Linked DNA regions of Sus scrofa: region 1 is linked to region 2. The links are chromatin contacts, called in public HiChIP or PLAC-seq maps. All regions are on one chromosome and are shown on one strand. The core of a region is the stretch at or near the end of the contact, and the rest is flanking DNA. Distances in the headings are between cores, read along the strand shown. Region 1 has its middle 29 kb from the start of HELT. Region 2 holds the start of ACSL1 (acyl-CoA synthetase long-chain family member 1).

Region 1 (5,045 bases), core at 1,543-4,042, 130 kb before region 2:
CACCCCTATCATTACCTCAGTAAAGCTGATTTGTTTTTTTTTAAAGACTAGTCTTAACTCCTCATTGTTGTATTTCATACTTCCACCACTAGGTGTCCCCCTGGCTAGCAAGATGTATGCGGAATGCTACCTTCTCGCACTGCGTTTTTGGAATAAAGGACAAGGGCTGAACAAAGTGATGTTTTCTTGCTTCCTGAGGAGGGGCAGAGGAAGGGGAGGGAGGGGGGTCTTTCTGAAGCGGACTTGTGTTCTGGCGAAACCATCCTTTTATTTTTATTTTTTTAATTTTAATTTTTTTTTTTTTTTTTTTTTTTGGTCTTTTTGCCTTTTCTAGGGCCGCTCCTGGGGCATATGGAGGTTCCCTGGCTAGGGGTCTAATCGGAGCTGTAGCCACTGGCCTATGCCAGAGCCACAGCAACATGGGATCCAAGCTGCATCTGCTACCTACACCACAGCTCATGGCAACGCTGGATCCTTAACCCACTGAGCAAGGCCAGGGACCGAACCCGCCACCTCATGGTTCCTAGTCGGATTCGTTAACCACTGCACCACAACGGGAACTCCAAACCATTCTTTTAATACAGAGGAAGAGTTATCAGTAAGCTGAAGGGTTTGGCTGTCTGAATCAACAGATTAAATGTGATAGGAACACTGTCAGAACTTAATTTGCACCATGGGAAATGAATGTGGCCCAGAATAGATACAGGACATGATTAACTGCCACTGGAGAGAGGATGGGCCTCTGGAGAGAGGGAGCGTTGAACATATGGAGCTAGGAGCTGCCCTAGACCCACACTTGGGCCCAATCAGTGGAGGGTCCTTTGCAGATATGCAGAGAAACTAATGCTGTGTGTCTTTTGGGATGGACGCCCACTTAAAGCCAAAGTCATTTTCACTCTAGGGTCTCCTGGAAGCTGCAGCACTCACTGCCAAGCCATAATCAATGATGGGTCAGTTGCTGGATCACCAGGGGTCTGGATTTCTCTGCTTTGCAGGTGGACTTTGAGGGCACCTAGAATACACTTGGTGATCTACAGCAAGCCCAGAATGGAAAGAAACTGCATTCATTCAATCAGAATGCTGCTGCAAGGGAGACTGTCTCCCTGAATTCTCCTACCCAGCCAGCATCCTTCTCCTGCCCACAACCACCCTGAAACTGTAGCAGATTCCTCAGGAGACCTGACCTGGAGCAGAGTCCACATCCTGGATCCATTGCTTCTCTGGTGCAGTAGCTAGGAGCCGGGCCTTGGGCATGTGGTTTAGCCTCTCCAGGGCCCCTCTGCTGTAGAATCTGTTTTCCTATAAACTGTGGTACTACTGGAGTTTTCATAGCTTGTAGTGAATGAGATAATGTGGGAAGTGTTTGGTGCAGAATCTGACCCCTAGTATAAATGTTTAATAGGTGGTGTCTAGTATTAAGGGGCTCTTTGGACAAGGAAAGGGCCACTACCTTTGCATCTCTTCAGTGATTATAAAGAATTGCTTTGCTCAACCCTTGTCTCAGCCAAAATGGAACCGCTCAGATCTCCATGGACAAGTACTGATATTCAAGTATTGCCAGGTGTGTGCTTCCACTTTGTGCTAAATGGCACACCTCGGGTGTAAGTTACCTGCCCTCCCAGGAGCTCAGAGTCTAGTGGGACACACACTCACAAAGGAAAACAACAGGTGATATAAGGGCTCTAAGAGGCATGGCTGCAGGGGAGTTGGGAAGGCTTCCTAGGAGGATCTCGGAGGATGAGTGAATGTCCCAGCTGGTGTGAGCAGAGGGAACGTGGGGTGGGAAGTGTGCACAGGGTCAGGGCCTGAAGCATAGCACAGCAAGTCTGAGAGTTGGGAGCCTGGGGGCTGGCAGGAGAAGGGACCATTGGTGGAGGGCAGACACTGAAAGGCTTTGTTTATCCCCCTGGAGAGTTTGAATTTGACCTTTAGAAAGCTTTTAAGAAGATTGGTCTCAAGAAGAATGACGCTTAGATGGAGTGGAGGCTGCAGTGGTGGAGCCTGGAGCCGGGAGGCTGGTGGGTGGATTGTTGCTGAGCCAGGTGGGAGGAGGAAGCCTGAAATAGAGGGGTTGCTGCTGAGTGGTGGCTCTGACCGGCTCTACCAGCTTGGGGGCCAGTCAGCAAGGGGTGAAGGAGAGCGAAGAGGAGGGTTGGTCCTGAGTCCCTAGCTTGGGGAACTGCACAGATGCTTCTGAGGGCGATAAGAGGGCCAGGCTGAGGCATGTGAGCTGGAGATGCTGGTGGACAGCCTCTTGGTTGGGGATGGGGGTGTCGCTGTGGAGGTGAGGTGGAGCCCTGTCTGGCTTTGCCAGAAGTTTGGGGAATTTTGGGGGCTGTGGAATTAGATGAAGCTTTTGTGATAAGTTAAATCATTCCCGTCACTTAGACCCTTTAAAAGCTGTATGAGTTATTTCAAGTCTGAACTGCCCGCCAGATCTTTTTTTTTTTAATAGCCCACAGAATTTTAATATCCAACAAAGAATTTTTAAGAGTTAAATTTATAAAATTATATGAGGACAAAAAGAGATGTGGCCACCAGATCTTAACACCTCTGTGCATGGTGTAATAAATTGCAAAGAATGATCACGAGTACACATTAACCATCTGCTTCATACGGCTAATGGGATGTCCTTTTACTAACTTCTAGAATTTCAACAGAAGTCCAAACTTTTCGGCTTCTGGGACCAAATGTTGTGCATGATATGTGCTCCACCTCAGTGGACAGAGGCCTACATGCACAGCTTCTAGAGTCCATCGCCAGAGCCAGCATGGCCTCCCGTGTCCTCCACAGCCCTGGGCCAGTGTCCTCAGGGTGGCTCTGTTGCACAACGAGGACCTCATAAACCTTCTGAATCAACAGAGACTGAACAACATCCAGGATGGTTTAGCATCAATGATCATTTTTGCCTTCAAGCATATTGAAGCTCTGTAAGCTTTCCCTACCACCCTTTCTAGCCCTTAATTCCCCTGCTATAGTCTGTGTCTGAGGAATGAGATGGATCCTGTAACTGGAAGATGAACTCGGTCAGAGGCCCCTGTTTCCCAGTCATGTCATATTACATATCATGTAGCTAAACTGAAGATGCCACGTTTTACTGGTAAAATAAATACAATCTGAATGTTAAACATCTTTCAATGGAGTGGAAATCAGGAGAGTATGCATACAAAATATCACACATATATTTCAGATCACATTTCAGCTAATCCTTTTACCTTCAAAGGTCTAACACTGATTGCTAAGTTGTTAGAGAATCAGGCTGTGGCAGATGGCAGACTCACAAAATATTTTTGTGGCCATAACTCAGAAACCCCTTTAGCAGAGCACTAGGTTTTCCAGATTAATGCCCTCTTTTTGCCCCCATTATTATAAATTCACTCTTCTCTACCAACAGGAGGGGCAAGATGTGTGCCCAGGGCAGGGAGTGCCCTGAGGTGGGGGGACTGAGGGTCTAGGCCCTGCCCCTCTAGCACTGTGTCCACCTTCACCCCCTGCGCCAGCACAGAGCCTGCGCTGTTTCCTCCAGGGCCTGTTCACCATATTGGCGGCGTCAGCCCTGAAATATGTTACTTCTACAATTGTCAACAAAGTCTTGTCATTTTTGGAGGCTGTGCCCATGGAGAACAAGGGCCACATCCCCTTGTCTGCCCAGATGTGCTTCTGCCCATCAGATAACTTAAACGTCCTTCTGCAGAGGAATGAGAGGCCTTCTGTCCAGTTTGGCTCAGCCAGGGAGGCCGAGGTCCAGGGGGACAGGGCGGGACTGAGGCAGTGTGAGCAAATGGCCCCGTTCATATCCCATCTGCACCCCAAACCCAGTGTGTCCTGCTTCTACTAGGGATTTGAGGTGACTGTTGTGACCTGGAGAGACTGTGAGATAAGGTCACTGCGTGTGGGCAGGAGCTGGTCTTCTCTGCAGAAGGTGGGCTTATCATCTGGGGGAACCCAAACCCTCTATCAGAAACCCCAAGGCGGGTGTTGACCTTGGCTGGGCAGGGAAGGGAGTCTCTCCCTCCCTCTCTTTAGGATTCTGACCATGTGCCAGGCCTTGGGGACTGATGGCCCCTGTTGTGGGAGCTGGGCAGGGAGGTGCCTGGGGAGGCCTTCATGCTGCTGTGACTAAGTTCTGTGATATGACTGGTTTTAAACCAAATCATCCAGGTGCATCTGTCCAAATTTCCCTTTTAGCAAAGCATTGTGTGTGCGCTGCTGATCTCCACATACTTCCCCTCTCTCCACCCAGCCTCTGACACACCTGGGCGTAGGTGGCCTCAGTGTGTAGCAGATTCCAAGGGTGAGGTCAGTTTTTAAAGATAAGGGTTGAGAGGCTTGGAGTAAAAGATAAAAGACAGAGATCGTAAAAAAAGATAATAAAGATTCTCCTTTCATTGATGACCATGGATGAGCCAGCTTCCAGAGAAGCAAGCCCTAACAGTAAGCAAGGCAGAAGCCCAGACAGGTAGACTGACAGCTTAAGTGGCCAGAGGTGCATGCAGGTGAATAGAGTGTGGAGCCTGAGGCCCTGGTGTCCAACCTGCAAAGCCACCTGCACGGGATTCCACTCCCCGGGAGTGGGCTGTAGGGAATCGGGCAGGTGCCTAGGAACCAGGAGAAGGAGTCCAGGGAGGGGCTTGAGGCAGGTACTCAAGGAGCAGAACAAGATCCTGTGTCCTGACACTGCAGTATGAGGCAGAGCCCAGTGATCAGGCCTAGGCTGCACAGTCTGCATGGCCGTGGCCCCCAGTCAGGCTGCTGGCCACTGGATGTCAAGCTACTGACCCTTCCCCTTCTCCTGCAGTCAGGAACCAGGCGGCTTCTAGAGTTGTGCCGTCCAATATGGTAGCGTGGCTTTTAAATTTAATTTTTAATTAAGTGAACATTTAAAAAAAAATCAAGGATTCAGTTCCGGATTTGCACTCACCGCAATCAAGTACTGAACAGTGAGTATGGCTAGCGCCTGGGGCAGCACAGATCCCAAGGTCACAGGAAGTTCAACTAAACAACACTGGGCTGTGCTGAGCTCTGGCTTTAGGCAGGGAAAGAAG
Region 2 (5,219 bases), core at 2,463-4,962:
CCACATGTGAATACTTAGAAAAATATGTCCAGTTCAACAATGGAGTAGGCACCGTGTGTAAATACCATGCTAGGATGTGCAGAGGCGTGCAGCGTGTTGGTAGTGGTGGTGGTGGTTTATGAAGATTCTCTGTTCTCTGACCACTTACAGTTTCATGGGAGAAATGGTTATATGCCTAACGTAGATGCAGCCTCCATACATATTGTGACACCCACCTCCTGCCACCAACACCTCCCAAGGTCTAGAAGTGAGAGCACATTGGCCATTATTAATCCATGTGGCCATAGTTCAGAGAACTGTGCTCAAAAGTTGTAGCCAATAGTAATCATCACAACTTTGCAGGGGCCACTGGCCTGTGAGAGCTTTTGAGATAAAGCCATTGACAACCTGCCCTTCAGCTTGTCTCCAAAAGGACTTTGACTCACTTTAGTTTGTCTAGAGGATTGATCAGTTTTAGACAGATATAGATTTGGACCTAGCCAGAATTAACCACAAAAGTTTTCATCAACCCAAAATGTAACAGGGGTGAGAACAACTGAAAAGACTCAGGCTTCCATTAGGAAATTCGTTCCACTGCAGTATCCAAGTGGCTCTTGTTCACTTGGCCACAGAGGAAGTTGGAAGAAAGAAAGTAAAGAGGTTTAAGACTGGATTCCTACTGTTCCACGAGTCACAAAATGGAATCCCTCAACCATAGACTGTGGAACATTCATTTAAAGAGAAGACTGAGGCCATAGGCTGTTCTTGTGGCACCTCCCTTCTAAGGTACGTCCTACTAATCTCATTTTACAGAGGAGATGGGGCTTAATGCACAGTGGCCCAACTCCAAAGCCTCTGTTCTCAACCATTGTGCAGTACGGCCTCCCATGCAAGTCTAGCTGATGGTCGCGGAATAACCCCATAAATTGTGAAACTTTTAAAAATGATTAGGAAGCAAAGTTGTCGGCATTTTTGTAAAGTGCCGAAAAGGACCCGAGGAATTATTTCATCTAGCTGCCTTACTTCCTGAGGAGAAACCTGAACTTCTGGGGAATGAAGTTGCTTCCCATTGTCACACAATAGTTTCTGCCAACAGAAGTGGGACTCGAGATGCAATGGATGCCTGTCCCACTCTTGAGCTGAGAAGCCACCTGCATTAAGGGCTAAAACCCAGGGACAGGCATGCTATAGGGGGAAAATGTCTTGGAGAGGAAGGGGATAAGAGGAGACAGCCAAGGACAACTGTCACGTGTTATGGGTTGAACTGAGGGCCCCCCACCCTATATATGTTGAAATCTTAACCCCTAGAACTTCAGAATGTGACCTTGTCTGGAGAGAGATTCTTAACTGAAGTAATCACGTTAAAATGAGGGCATTACTATAGACCCTAATCTAGTTTGACTAGTGTCATTGCAAGGAGAAATCTGGATACAGGCACATAAGAGGGAAAACCATGTAAGGGGACATAGGGAGAAGAAGCCATCTTCAAGCCAATGAGAGCTGCCTGGAACAGTCTTCCTGCACGGCCTGCAGAAGGAACCAACTCTGCTCACACTATTTTATTTCATTTTATTGCTTTTTAGAGCAGCACCTGTGGTATATGGAGGTTCCCAGGCTAGGGGTCAAATAGGAGCTACAGCTGCTGACCTATACCACAGCCACAGCAATGTGGGATCTGAGCTATGTCTGTGACCTACACCACAGCTCACAGCAATGCCAGAACCCCAACCCACTCAGCAGGGCCACAGATTGAACCCAAATCCTCACGGATACTAGTTGGATTTGTTTCTGCTGTGTCACAATGGGAACTCCTATTTTTTCATTTTTCTTTTTGTTCTTTTTAGGGCCAATACGGTAGTTCCCAGGTTAGGGGTCGAATTGGAGCTGCAGCTGGCAGCCTACACCACAGCTCAAGGCAACACCAGATCCTTAACCCACTGAGCAAGGCCAGGAATCGAACCTGCAACCTCATGGTTCCTAGTCGGATTCGTTAACCACTGAGCCATGATGGGAACTCCCTATTTTTCTTTTAAATGGAAAATCCAGATCTAGAAGCTCTAGATGGGAGTTCCCATCACGCAGCGAAAATGATCCGACTAGGAACCATGAGGTTGCAGGTTCGATCCCTGGCCTTGATCAGTGGGTTAAGGATCTGGTGTTGCCGTGAGCTGGGGTGTAGGTCAGAGATTCGGCTCAGATCCTGTGTTGCTGTGGCTCTGGTATAGGCCGGCAGCTACAGCTCCAATTAGACCCCTAGCCTGGGAACCTCCATGTGCTGCAGATATGGCCTTAAAAAGCAAAAAAAAAAAAAAAAAAAAGACCTAGATGGAGAAGGAGCTCAAGGAGAAGTGACCTGTTACAGAGGCCATCAGAATGCGGAGTGCCCCCACCATCACTGTAGCACAGCGCTGAAAACGCTGTGGGAGGAAACAATTACTGTGGCCACTGTTCAGATGTTCTGGGACTGTGAGAGAAGCCCAGTGACAGTCCTTAGGCTACTGTCATACAGTCAGCCTGAGTATTGTCACATAGTTAAGGTTGAGTATGAGGCCTGAGTGAGCACAAGCTCACACCAAAGTCAGTACAAGTACATTCGCCTATTACGGACTGCTCTGGAGGCAGATTGCCTGAGGCCCAGTGTACTTCTGCCCTCACTAGCTTTCGACCTCCCCGTACCTCTGTGTCCTCATCTGTAAAAAGGGACTAATGACAGCACCCATCTCATAAGGTTATGATGAAGATTCAATAGGATAATTGTGAAATGTTTCAGTAAAGGCTGTCATTATTAGAGGCATTATAAAAATAATTCTTCTCATGCCTCAAACTCAAAGCAGTTCCAGATAAGAGCCGGCCATGCAGTGCTGGACACAAGTACCACTGTAACCAGGACCTCGGTTATTAGAGGTTAAGGTACCAGCAGACCTCAGGGGGCTAAGAGGAACAATAACATTTGGGCTAGGAGCCTGAAAAAAGCTGGCCTCTGAAAGGCCCCTAATGGGCATCGCATGGATGCAGACAGTAGCCCTCAAAACCGCACCGCCAGGGCTGAGCAGCAGACAGGCCCCAAGAACTTGGCAGGTGAACACTGCCATTAGTGACGTGGAACCAGTGCGCGGCCCCAGCTATACCCGGGGTGATCTCTTCGGTTGCTTCATGTCCAGGCAGCTGCAGAAGTACAGACTGGGGCCTTCCCAGCCAGGTCTGTGGCAAAACCCCACGTGGGAGCAGTGGTGAAACCGGGTTAAAAGGAGTCCTGCACATCGTTGCCAAATAAAATAGGAAAAGAAAGCCCCCGCCCGCCAAATCAGCGGGGCACGCGGTTGCGGAAGGAAGACACGAAAGGGCGTCTCCCGGCCTCCAACTGCACCGCAGACTTCTGGGCTGAACCGCCACAATTTGCTCTTTGCCCCCCTCGGATTCGTTATGAAATCCCGGGACAGTTAGGGCTACTTCAGAGGCGTTTCCCCAACGCTTCCCGGAACTCCCCCACCTGCTGCCCGGCCGGCACGCGCGCGACCTGACGGGAAGGCCGGCGCGCGGCGGGTGGGCGGGACCTGATGTGGGGGCGTGTTCTGTGATGGGGCGGGGCCTGAGAACCGGGCAGGGCGGGCGCGGCACGCGCACCGGCAGCAGCCTGTCTCCACAGCGGTAGGGGCTGGGGCACAGCCAGCTCACGGCGGCGACGGCGGCGCCCTTAAATAGCATTCGGAGCCAGTGCAGGGCAGGCAGTGGGCTGCGGTGACAGCCGGCGGCGAACCGCCTGGCCTGCGGAGGAGGTGAGTGCTCCTGCCGCGAGGAACCGTGTCCGTGCACGCTGTGGCCCCGAGGTCTTAGCGGAGCCGCGAGGCTGATGCTGCTCCGCCGGCAGGAGCCTGGGAGGCGGCGGCCTCAGCAGAGGCGCGCGAGCCGGCCCTCGGCTAGCCGGGACGTGCCGCTTTTCCGGCCTCTGCCCTGCGGCCCCCTGGGTTCCCGCTGCAACTGAGGCCTCCGGGCCGCCCGAGCCGCCGCCGCTTCCTGTGCCGGAGCCGGGGATATCGGCCCTCGGCTCCCTGCGGACGGCGCCGGGCTGGTGCACCGCGGCGTGTGGGTGACGCGGGCCGCGGGACTGGATCCTTATTTTTATGACGGCGAGGACCGGCCTGGCGAGAAGCGGGACCCGGGGCTGCAGATGCGAGGGATGATCCCGCGGCGCGGTGACGGTGCTCTCTCGGTCCGACCTCCCTCCTGCCCCTGGGCGGGGTTTGAGGCGCGCTCCGATCGCGCGTGGACGCATCGGTGCAGGCTGTGACCCAGCCTCCGCGCGATGGTGGCTCCTGCGCGCGGCGCTTGCGGGAGGGTCAAAGGCAGCATCGGAAGCGGGTTGCCACATGTGGAAATTCTCGCGGTGCCTCCACAGTAGTGCCCGTGCCGCTGCGCAGAGCTGTGATGGAGTGAGTCATTTGAGGAGTCTGGCATTTTTTGAAAATAGGAAGCAAAAATGATGCTATCTATCACCTTGCAGCCTAGACGGAGAGTGCTGGTAGGTGGCTTGAACGAACACGTGGACGAGAACCTAGAGACGGATGCTCTCGCCAATCAGTGTGTACGTTAGAATAGCACACCCCTTCCTCACCCAACCTACTTCCAAGGTTATGGAGCTTAATTAAGACCATTATAAAAGTGCCCTTGCCTTTTAAAGTTCAGACTTCTAAGCTTCTTGTTAGTGCAGGAATAAGTGCCCCAACTGTTAATATGCTTCCTTTTATTTTCTAAATTTATTTTTTATTTTATTTGTTTTATTTTTTGGCCCCACCTGGGGCATGTGGAAACTCCTGGGCCAGGGATGGAACCCGTGCCACAGCAACGACCGGAGCAGCTGCAGGGACAACCCCAGATCCTTAACCCGAAGCACTATAAGAGAACTCCCCTTCCTTTAGACCAAGAGAAACTGCTTAAATTCCAGTTTCTGACACAAATTTCATCTATGATTATCTCACTGTAAACAGTTATTTACTTAAACACTTAAACAAAAAGCCAATCAAAGCCTTCTGGCTGATTGAGCATTTTCAGGTGGAGGTGGCAGGTCAGGTTGATTTAAAACCTAAGGTGTGAGTTGACAGTCTGGTTGGGTGGGCTTGAGAAGGTGGACTTTTAAAGGAAACCTTGCTTCCCATCAGTGTGGAGCCAGGCTTGGGAGTCTTGTTCTTTTTTGGGGGGGGGGACTTTTTAGGGCCTCACCCAAGGCACATGGAAGTTCCCAA

Evidence for each region. HiChIP or PLAC-seq counts read pairs in DNA pulled down with a chosen protein or histone mark.
Region 1: a contact with region 2 is called in an H3K27ac HiChIP or PLAC-seq map of skeletal muscle. The contact joins the enhancer-like site here to the promoter of ACSL1 in region 2. A contact is called at or near these places in 1 of 5 promoter capture datasets (liver), 6 of 47 Hi-C or Micro-C datasets (liver, psoas muscle and skeletal muscle) and 2 of 2 datasets of contacts at active chromatin or transcription factors (alveolar macrophages and skeletal muscle).

What each region holds. Positions count from the first base shown.
Region 1 is chr15:46,056,253-46,061,297 of Sscrofa11.1, reverse strand. No RefSeq gene overlaps it. Among named protein-coding and RNA genes, the nearest start is that of HELT, 29 kb to the left of the region's middle. Within about 2 kb of position 2,792, at least 8 of the 83 cell types and tissues checked have an H3K27ac peak or open chromatin away from gene starts, as enhancers often do. A contact at or near this core is called in skeletal muscle, where this site is marked.
Region 2 is chr15:45,931,605-45,936,823 of Sscrofa11.1, reverse strand. It overlaps ACSL1 (acyl-CoA synthetase long-chain family member 1), which reads left to right and starts at 3,712. Exons shown (of 21, transcript NM_001167629.2): 1 at 3,712-3,755.